Linked DNA regions of Ovis aries: region 1 is linked to region 2. A link is a contact called in public Hi-C data. All regions are on one chromosome and are shown on one strand. Each heading gives the region's core, a stretch centred on a gene start, on an enhancer-like site or on the middle of the called end of the contact. The rest is flanking DNA. Distances are from core to core; before and after follow the strand shown. Region 1 holds the start of CD247 (CD247 molecule). Region 2 overlaps CD247 (CD247 molecule).

Region 1 (4,204 bases), core at 108-2,607, 78 kb before region 2:
TAGTTTTGATTTTCATTTCCCTAGTGACCAAATATATTGATCATTTTTTCATGTGCTTGTTGGAGAAACATCTATTCAGATCTTTGGCCGATTTTTACTTTTTTTTTCTAGTTGAGTTATATTCTGAATACTATACCCTTATCAATATTTAATTTACAACTATTTTTTCTATGAATTGTCTCTACTTTCTTGATAGTGTCCTTTATGCACAAAAGTTTTAAATTTTGGTGAAGTCCAATTTACCTATTTTTTTCTTTGATTGCTTGTGTTTTTTTTTTGAGTCGTCACTATTTTTTGTACATTAATTTTTCATGCAAACTTTCAACCAAGATTATCTTGTGCTAAAACTTTTGTTGGTATTTGTAGAAGTATGGGTTGATTAATTTAGAGAGAATCGTGGGCTTCTTAAAAGGAAGTTTTCTATCAAAGACCAAGATACATCTTTCCATTTACCCAAGTCCTTTCTGTATTCTTCAGTAATGTTTGAAAGTTTGTTTCACATAGATCTTATACTTTATTACACTGTATAAATAATACAGTTTATTTATGAGTATTAATCTTTTTATTATTGTAAGTTGGTTCAATGTTTAAATCTGTCAAATAACATAAGTGTTTGAAGTATTACGTGAATTCTTCTATTTTCTATGGTCCATATTCAAGCCAAGTTCAGATCCGCATCCTCAATGATTTGCTTTATAGGTAGGGACGCTGAGGTCTAGAGATGCTGAGTGACTTACTCAAGGCCGCACAGCAAGCAGATAGCAGCGATGGCACTAAGACCCAAGTATTCTATCTCCACATTTTACCTGACTCTGAATCTAGAGCTCTGTTGTCTCACCAACCACCGTAAAATACATGAATCTAGGAGAGCCGCGAACATTCTTAAATGCACTGGGAACTTGTATTTGCTTAGGGGCTGACTATACCAATCAAGATAGGAATTAGATAAAAATTAGACAAAAAGAATTAGACAAAAATTAGACAAAAAGAAGGAAATGGCAACCCACTCCATTAATCTTGCCTGGAGAATTCCATGGACAGAGGAGCCTGGCAGGCTACAGTCCATGGGGTTGCAAAGAGTGAGGCCTGACTGGGCAACTATCACTCAGACAAAAATTAGAAAGAAGGAAAATAAAACAATGGTTAAAGGAGACCAAAAAAAAAATATATATATATATATATGTATATAGCAAAAATTCAGACAGACAGACACAAGCACACACCCCAAACCCTCAAACCTCCAGAGCTTCCTGCCTGTGAACCGAAAGGGGGAGTGTGAGTTTCTTGGCCTGGTTGGCAGGTGCCTTCTCAAAGGCCCATCGTCCTCCACTTCCTGAGGAGGCAGCAGCAGAACAAAGCCAGCAGAGACTCCTTTCCTCTTCTTCATCCCGTCACAGCTGCCTCAGCCTCTGCCTCCTGCACCATCCTGGGGAAGGATAAGATGAAGTGGACAGCACTTGTCATTGTGGCCGTCCTGCAGACGCAGTTCCCAGTTACAGGTAAGGCTGGATGTATCGAAGGAAATGAGCTTTGAGGAACTCTTTGTACATATGTGTGTGGGGTGGAGGGAGAGAGCAGAGGTGTGGAGAGGAGCCAATGTCTCCTTTAAATCTTGCCCTCCCCAAAGCAATGGACAGCTGAACAGGGAAGGGTCTGTTTCTATAGAGACATCTGCTTCAATATGGCCAAGTTGGAAATTAGCTTAGAGTCAGCTGCTTGAAGACAGACCTGTGTGAAGTATGGATTTTTCCAGTGATAAAAAGAGAGAGAAGTCTGAGATGGGGGAAGGATGAGGAGGAACTGAGGCAGGACTTGTGTGGGCAAGAGGAGAGGGAGAACTTAACAGAAGCTGGGAGGGACCAGAAAGCCTCACCTGGGCCACATTTTGTGCTGAAGCATTTTCCGAGTCTTTGTGTATTCTTTCCTTACTACCTTGCTGGCTCCATCACTCAGCCGCCTTCCTGCTTCGCCAACAAAGAGTGTTTCATGTGCCGTTGGGCAGAGAGGGTCATGGCTGTGACTTACCTGAAGCGTCTCCATAAGCCAGGCACTGACTGGGTTAACAAAGAAGGGAAGCGGCCTTCTTCAAGGCCCACATCTAGGCTCAGCTCTGACATGGCTGCCCCTGCACCCCACAGCCGAGGGCTGCTTGATGACACACCCACCCCAGTCTCCGTGACTCACCCACTGCCCCGTGCTTTAGGCAGCTCTCTGTCTGAGGCCAAAAAGCCAGAGATGCTGACAGAACGTAGGGGAGAGATGAGAGGATGTGACTTGTTAGGTCACCACCACGAGGAACAACCAACCAACAAGAGAACTCACTCTTCACTTCATTTCAGGCCCCGGAGACTAGCTTTTCTACAATCCTTCATTCCCACTGTGTTTTCCTGCTCAGATAAGAATAATAAGAAGTGAAAAGAAGACAAAATGGATTGTGTCTGGGGTTTGGCATCTTGGCATTTTTACAAGAAATGGGACAGGCTGTATTTGAATCTAAAAAACTGGGAGAGTGGTCAAAAACCAACGCCTTTTCTCCACTCTTCAGCTCACCTCAGCATGGGAGGGTGTTTGGCAACAATGGTGGGAGAGCTGGAGAGGCCACTGGTACTTTTGCTCCTACCAGAGGACGTGGCACAGCCCCGGCCTAGGGCCTTGGGGGCTTTGAGGACTAAGTAATCATGGGGTTTTCTGTAACATCACAGCTCTCTTCTCAGAAAAGGTCTTGCTGGATATGAGTCACGTGGTACTGTGGGGTAAGGACACCAGGGCGGGCCCAGAGCAGCCCATCCTTGTGTGCAGGGCTTGGGAGGACCCATGATGCCATGAGGGCCTATGAATTCAATGACTTCAGAGGGAACAGATGACAGCAATCTGAAGTTTCCTCAGGGGTCAATTTGTTTTGAGCCCTGGGGCTAAGGCAGGGGCAATAGAATTAGAAAAGAAAATAAAGCTTCTTGAGTTGTAGTAGCTGCCAGGAGTGGTAAACAAAACCCCACCCAGAAGACAAGATGGGGGCCATGCCCATTTCCACAAGCAGTGTACAGGAAGAAAAGCTTTAGATCCATCTTTCAAGGCCACTTGCTTTGCCAGTTTGGAGATTGAAATTTCAGCTCTTTTTAGATGAGCCTCCTAGCCTCATTGAGGGAGGGCAAGGGAGGCTTAGCGAGGCCTTTAACACCAAGGGCCACAAAAGGCACTCATGTTGGCTGAGGAGACTTATGCTTTATGATTTCCTTTGGAGGAAAGGCTGCTGATGAAATTTGAGTTGCGATCTTCCTTCTTTTCTCGCTCAATTAAGTTACTTACTCCCCAAACCCTTTTAAGACTTCTTTTTACTAAGACTTTTCTATTTGTTTTCTTGCAATTGCCCAGATCATTAAGATCACAGCAAATAATACCCCAGTCTGTCTACCTGAGGAAGTCTTCCTGGGTGAGTCTGCTAAGACAGTCACTTGAAGCTGAAAGAGATTACGATGGAGTGCCTAATGGTATGGGCAGAGTTTTGTCTGTAGAGCCCTCAACTCATCAGTGCCTTTAACACCAAGGTGGTCACTACCTCGCAGTGGTCAATGCGGCCTTGGTCCTTCCTTTGTAAGGAGGTGCAGCTTTGACACACAGGCTCAGGAAAAGGTGACGTGGGAAGAGTCAGGCTAATTACAGTGCTGCCAATTTCTCAGCTGTGCAACCTTAGGCAAGTCACTTAACCCCTCTGGTCCTCAGTTTTTTCACCTTTAAAGTAAGAATAACCTTCATTGCAGAGTTGTGAAAATGAGAAGTAAATGTCGCATGCCTGATACATACTAAACTGTCAATACGTAAAAGTTGTATTAATTTTTATTACTATTACACCCTGGACTGTTTTCTTGTTTTCATTACCCAGTGACAGGAAATGGAAACCCATGGTTAGGATTCTTAACCTGCTTTTGATTGTGTTGTAGAGCAGCACTGGACGTTTTCTCCATCTGTTGAGATCCAGTTCACCCTCCTTTTGGTTTTTGAGCACACCCGTAACAGCTCGGGAACACAGTGGTGATCCCTGCCAGTGGTAGGCCCAGTTGTGAACAAGTGTCAAACCTTCGCTGGGTCACAGGATGAGCGTTACAGGAACCATTTTTATTTTTCAGAGATACTCATCCTCTAGGAGATATTCCCTCAAAGTGAAAATATGGCTAATAGATATAAGCAGTTAGGGGGAGCAAATCAG
Region 2 (4,268 bases), core at 1,003-3,502:
TGCTTTTGTTTTTTGTCTCTTTTTGGCAGTGAGATTTATACCTGTGGTAGGGCACAGATGTATTGCTGAGAAAGGCTGTGCCTGAGGGACACGGCAGCTCTGAAACTTGGCTCTGCAGTGCGCTGGCCCATGCTCACGCCTGGTCCCCACCCCAGACAATTAAATGAGAACCTGGGGTCAGAGTGGACCCCAGGCCGGTTCTAATGTGCGACCAGGATTGAGAATGAGAACACTTAATCGGTATCTGGGTACTTGTGCAAATTCTGGGGTTCTCTTGGGTGCTGTGGATCTGGGGCAGAGGATGGGAAGCATGAAATAAAACAGGTTCTCCTGTTGTTTAGGAAAACAGCCACCATATAACCCCATTAAATACCTCTCTTAGGGACTGAATGTGGTGGGGACAGAAACGAGATGCTCAGGGAAGGAGGAAAACGGGTCTCTCCTTTGGGGATGGGGAGGCAGGGAAGGAGCCAGAACCTAGGCGTGTCCATGGCTCCTGAATTTGAGTTGTCATCTTGGAAAGCTGCCTGCTGTTCAAGGGAAGCCCCTCCAACCTGGGTGTGGCCTCAAGAGCTAAGACGTAAGCCCTGAAAGAGCAGGGACTCAAATGCTAGACATGTTATCCTTATGGAGGAAATTTACAAAAACACCTACCAGTACATTCTCTCATTTGGGTCTCACCACACCCTTAAGGTAGACAGGATGACCCACTATTTTACAGATGGAGAAACTGAGGCCCCGAGAGGGGAGGTGACTTGCCCAAAACCACATAGCTACTTAGTGGCAGACGAAGGACTATTGATAGAACCCACCTGATACCCAATCCAGGGTTCTTTCTATTTCAATATCCTCTGACATCAAGCAGATGCCCAATAAATATTTAATTAACCACACAACTGAATTAGGCCCTGGGTCCCTTCAAGGAACTTTCTGGATTATCACTGCCTTCCTCAGTCCCATTCTGCTAGCCTGGTCACAGTTGGACTCGGCAGAGGGAAGTTTCCTACCCTGGGGTATGTGTGGTGATTAATATCCTTTTTTTGACCAAACCACACATAGCACATTTGTCTTTGGTCATGAAATCATGCTGCTGTTCAAAAAGAAAGAAAAAAAAGAAATGTGTTCCTATTACTTATTTCTGGGGAGGGGCCAAATCCTCTCCACCACTGCACTGGCTCTGCACAACACCAAGAAATATTTCTCCTTATTTGTTCTAAATTTACTGTCCAGTAATTTTTCTGTTCTCATTTTATGTGACAGGCAACTAAGCGATTTTCTCCCAACCCTTTTTCTGAATCTCAACCACCCAAATAAATCTCCGCTGACACCCCTCCAGTCCTAAAAGGAAAAACAAATTACCCCAGCTAGGGTGGAGTGGCCACCAGACATGGCCTTTGCTGGGGGCTGGCTTGTCTCCTTATAGGCCTTCAGTGTGTGTGGTGTGTGTGTGTGTGATCAGTCGTGTCTGAATCTCTGCGACCCCATGGACTGTAGCTGGCCAGGTTCCTCTGTCCATGGGATTTTCCAGGCAAGAATACTGGAGTGGCCTTCAGATCCCCTACTTCAGACTTTACTCAGACAGACAAAACGGTTTCTGAGCAAGGACTAGGAACGTTTACAAAGAAATCAGTGCCTGGGTGGGGGTGGAGCGTCCTGAGTTAGGGAAGGAGTCAAAGGGTTGAGAACAGAAGGATTCAAGAGGGCTGGGGTTGGGGACTAGGGTGCAGCCTTGACTCACCTGCTCCCACAGCTTGTGGCAGAGGCCAAAACGTTGCTCCTGCAAGAGGGAGGGCAGGGCTGGGCCCAGGAGGTCGGGGACGAGGGGAGGAGGGGAGATACGCCACCTGGGCTCTCCTGACCTGCCTCTTACTCGCTGAGGGCTCCTGGCTAAATCCAAGTTCTCCCTGCCTGTGTCCATGTGGCGCTGTTGGGAGAAACTGACAAGTTATTACATCATCAAGTTATTACTTGTCTAGCACGAAGTAAACACTAAAGAAATGTTATAGTTTTCACCCTGGTCAACAGAAGAGGCAGCTGAACTAGGGTAAATAACTTGCCCCAAGTCACAGAATTAATAAGGAAGAGGCCTTCAAGCGCACATCTTGTCCACTGCCTTAGTCTCGAGGTAGTCCTTCAGGCGGCCATTAGAGGGCGCCCTCGGCCAGGGAGAGGTTGCGGCCGCGGGACTGTGGCTTCCGTGATACCAGGCAGGGGTGGAGTTAGACGCCTACTACACCCCATTTTACACTTGAGTTGCTGCACACATACCTGGCAGGAAGAACAGTCTAGGCTAAATCCGTGTCTCCTCTCTCACAGTGCAGTGAGCTTTCAAAAAATGCTTTTCTTGTTTAACCGGAATGTTTACTGTACCTCCTTCCCCAACCCCACTGTACTTTAGTTTGCGTAGTGCATACTGTGAGGGGCCCCTTGGCAATTTGGGGTGGCTTCCAGATGACGCGCTTCACACGGGGCTCGCACCTATCTGGGCTCCCGGGCTGGGAGGCAGCAGCCCAAGGTGTTCCCCTGCACAATGCGCACAGTGGGCAATCTCACCTCCCCCACTTAGTTTTTGCCTCCTTCCTGTCTTCCAGGCTTTGTGGCCCTGCCAGGTGTCAGGTCCACTGCTGGGGCAGGCTAGGTTTCCCCAGAGGCCGGTCCAAGGTGGGAGAGAGGTTGTGGTCAAATGGGGTATGGAGAATGCAGCCAGCCTTCATCATGATTTCCTTGACCTGTCACGGTACCTGCCCCGTGCAGGCAGACATGTTCCTTCACCTGGACCTGGCTAATCAATCTCATCTCTCGACACAGCGGCACAGAGCTTCGGCCTGCTCGATCCTAAACTCTGCTACCTGCTGGATGGGATCCTCTTCATCTACGGCGTTATTGTCACTGCCCTGTTTCTGAGAGCAAAGGTTGGTGCCACTGGCCTCTGCGGGGAGGGCATGGGCTCCCCAACTCAGTGGATGTTTAGAGGGCCTTGGTCTTGGAAAGTCTCAAGCATGAGTGGTTGGTATCCATGGGCAAAACAGAGACCAAGTGTGCACACTGGGTGGGCTGGAGAGGTGGGGGGTGATGTTTTGCTTAGCCACACAAGAGTGGGAGGATGAGTGTTCAATTGATTGTACACTGGTGCTGGAGTCTTAGTGAAGAGTCATACAGATGTGTGAACCTTTAGGCGTCTCAAGGCAGAGGTTCTGCTAGGAAAAGGGGTTATGCTTCAGTGAAGAGCAGAGAGGTGGAGGCCTGCAGTCTCTTTCCAGACCCTGCTGTCCAACTGCAAACCCAGGCTTGGCCAGCCTTTTCTCCTCAAACCCGTTTTTCATCTGTACGTGGGAAGATTAACCCAGAGCATTGGTTTTCACCTAGGGCCCTGCAGGCCCTGCAGTATTTGGAGGGGCTGGGGCTGGGGCTGGGGTGGCCATAGGACTTTTGTGCCTTAACCTTTTTTTTTTTTTTTTTTTTTTTGATTTTGGACTTTAGCAAAACATTTTATTATAAGAAACAATGTCTTGCTTTCTTAAGTTTGAGGAACGCTGCCCTAGATCATCTGCCAGGTGTTTCCCAGTGTTCTGAATCTGCAAGACCTGCAGTTTCAGCTGAGGGGCATGAACTGAAAACAGAGCGAGGCCATGTGCCTGGGCCAGGTCCTCAGGACACAGTGCCACACGGACACAGTGCACCCGGGTGCAGGGGTCACGATGGAGGTGGGATCTCTCAACTAGTCCTCCGAATCCCTGGGAGGAAGCGGCCAGGAGAAAAGCCGGGAACGCAGTGGGTGCGGCCCGCGAGGCCGGCGCTTCTGCGCATGCGCGAGGGCACGGGCCCGGGAGCGGAAACCAGGGCGGTTGCTGGGGCACCTGCGGTGACTGAGCTTGACCCCTGCGAGGGGGAAGGACAGTTGGGCTCAGAAATGAAGCTTTCACGCCACGGGGGCCCGCAGGGGCCCAGCCCCAGCAGACAGGGAGCACGCCGTTTGCAGTGGAGAAGCGGAGCGAGGCTGCCCGCGCAAAAAGTAAAGCGCTTTCTCTCCTCTTCCCCATCCAGTTCAGCAGGAGTGCCGACGCCCCCGCCTACCAGCATGGCCAGAACCCGGTCTACAACGTAAGTCCGCCTCTCCCGGAGAGCCTAGCCTAGAAGGTGCTCGCCTCTCCTGGGACGTGGGGGAAACAGCCGCCAGGGGCTCGGCTGTGGGTCTGGTCCGCGGCTGTGAGCCCTGCGGGCTAAAAACCTCTCTGGGACCCAGTTTCCTAACTCGTAAAACGGGGATA

The links. Hi-C and Micro-C count contacts between places; a contact is called where the count stands out from the background.
Region 1: a Hi-C map of blood shows a contact between it and region 2, with 2.8 times the contacts expected there. The contact joins the promoter of CD247 here to the enhancer-like site in region 2. A contact is called at or near these places in 4 of 16 Hi-C or Micro-C datasets (blood and hypothalamus).

The regions. Positions count from the first base shown.
Region 1 is chr1:119,720,387-119,724,590 of ARS-UI_Ramb_v3.0, reverse strand. It overlaps CD247 (CD247 molecule), which reads left to right and starts at 1,357. Exons shown (of 8, transcript NM_001009417.1): 1 at 1,357-1,499. The coding sequence starts at 1,442.
Region 2 is chr1:119,643,080-119,647,347 of ARS-UI_Ramb_v3.0, reverse strand. It overlaps CD247 (CD247 molecule), which reads left to right. Exons shown (of 8, transcript NM_001009417.1): 2 at 2,809-2,912; 3 at 4,045-4,101. Among named protein-coding and RNA genes, the nearest start is that of CD247, 78 kb to the left of the region's middle. Within about 2 kb of position 2,252, at least 24 of the 54 cell types and tissues checked have an H3K27ac peak or open chromatin away from gene starts, as enhancers often do. A contact at or near this core is called in hypothalamus, where this site is marked.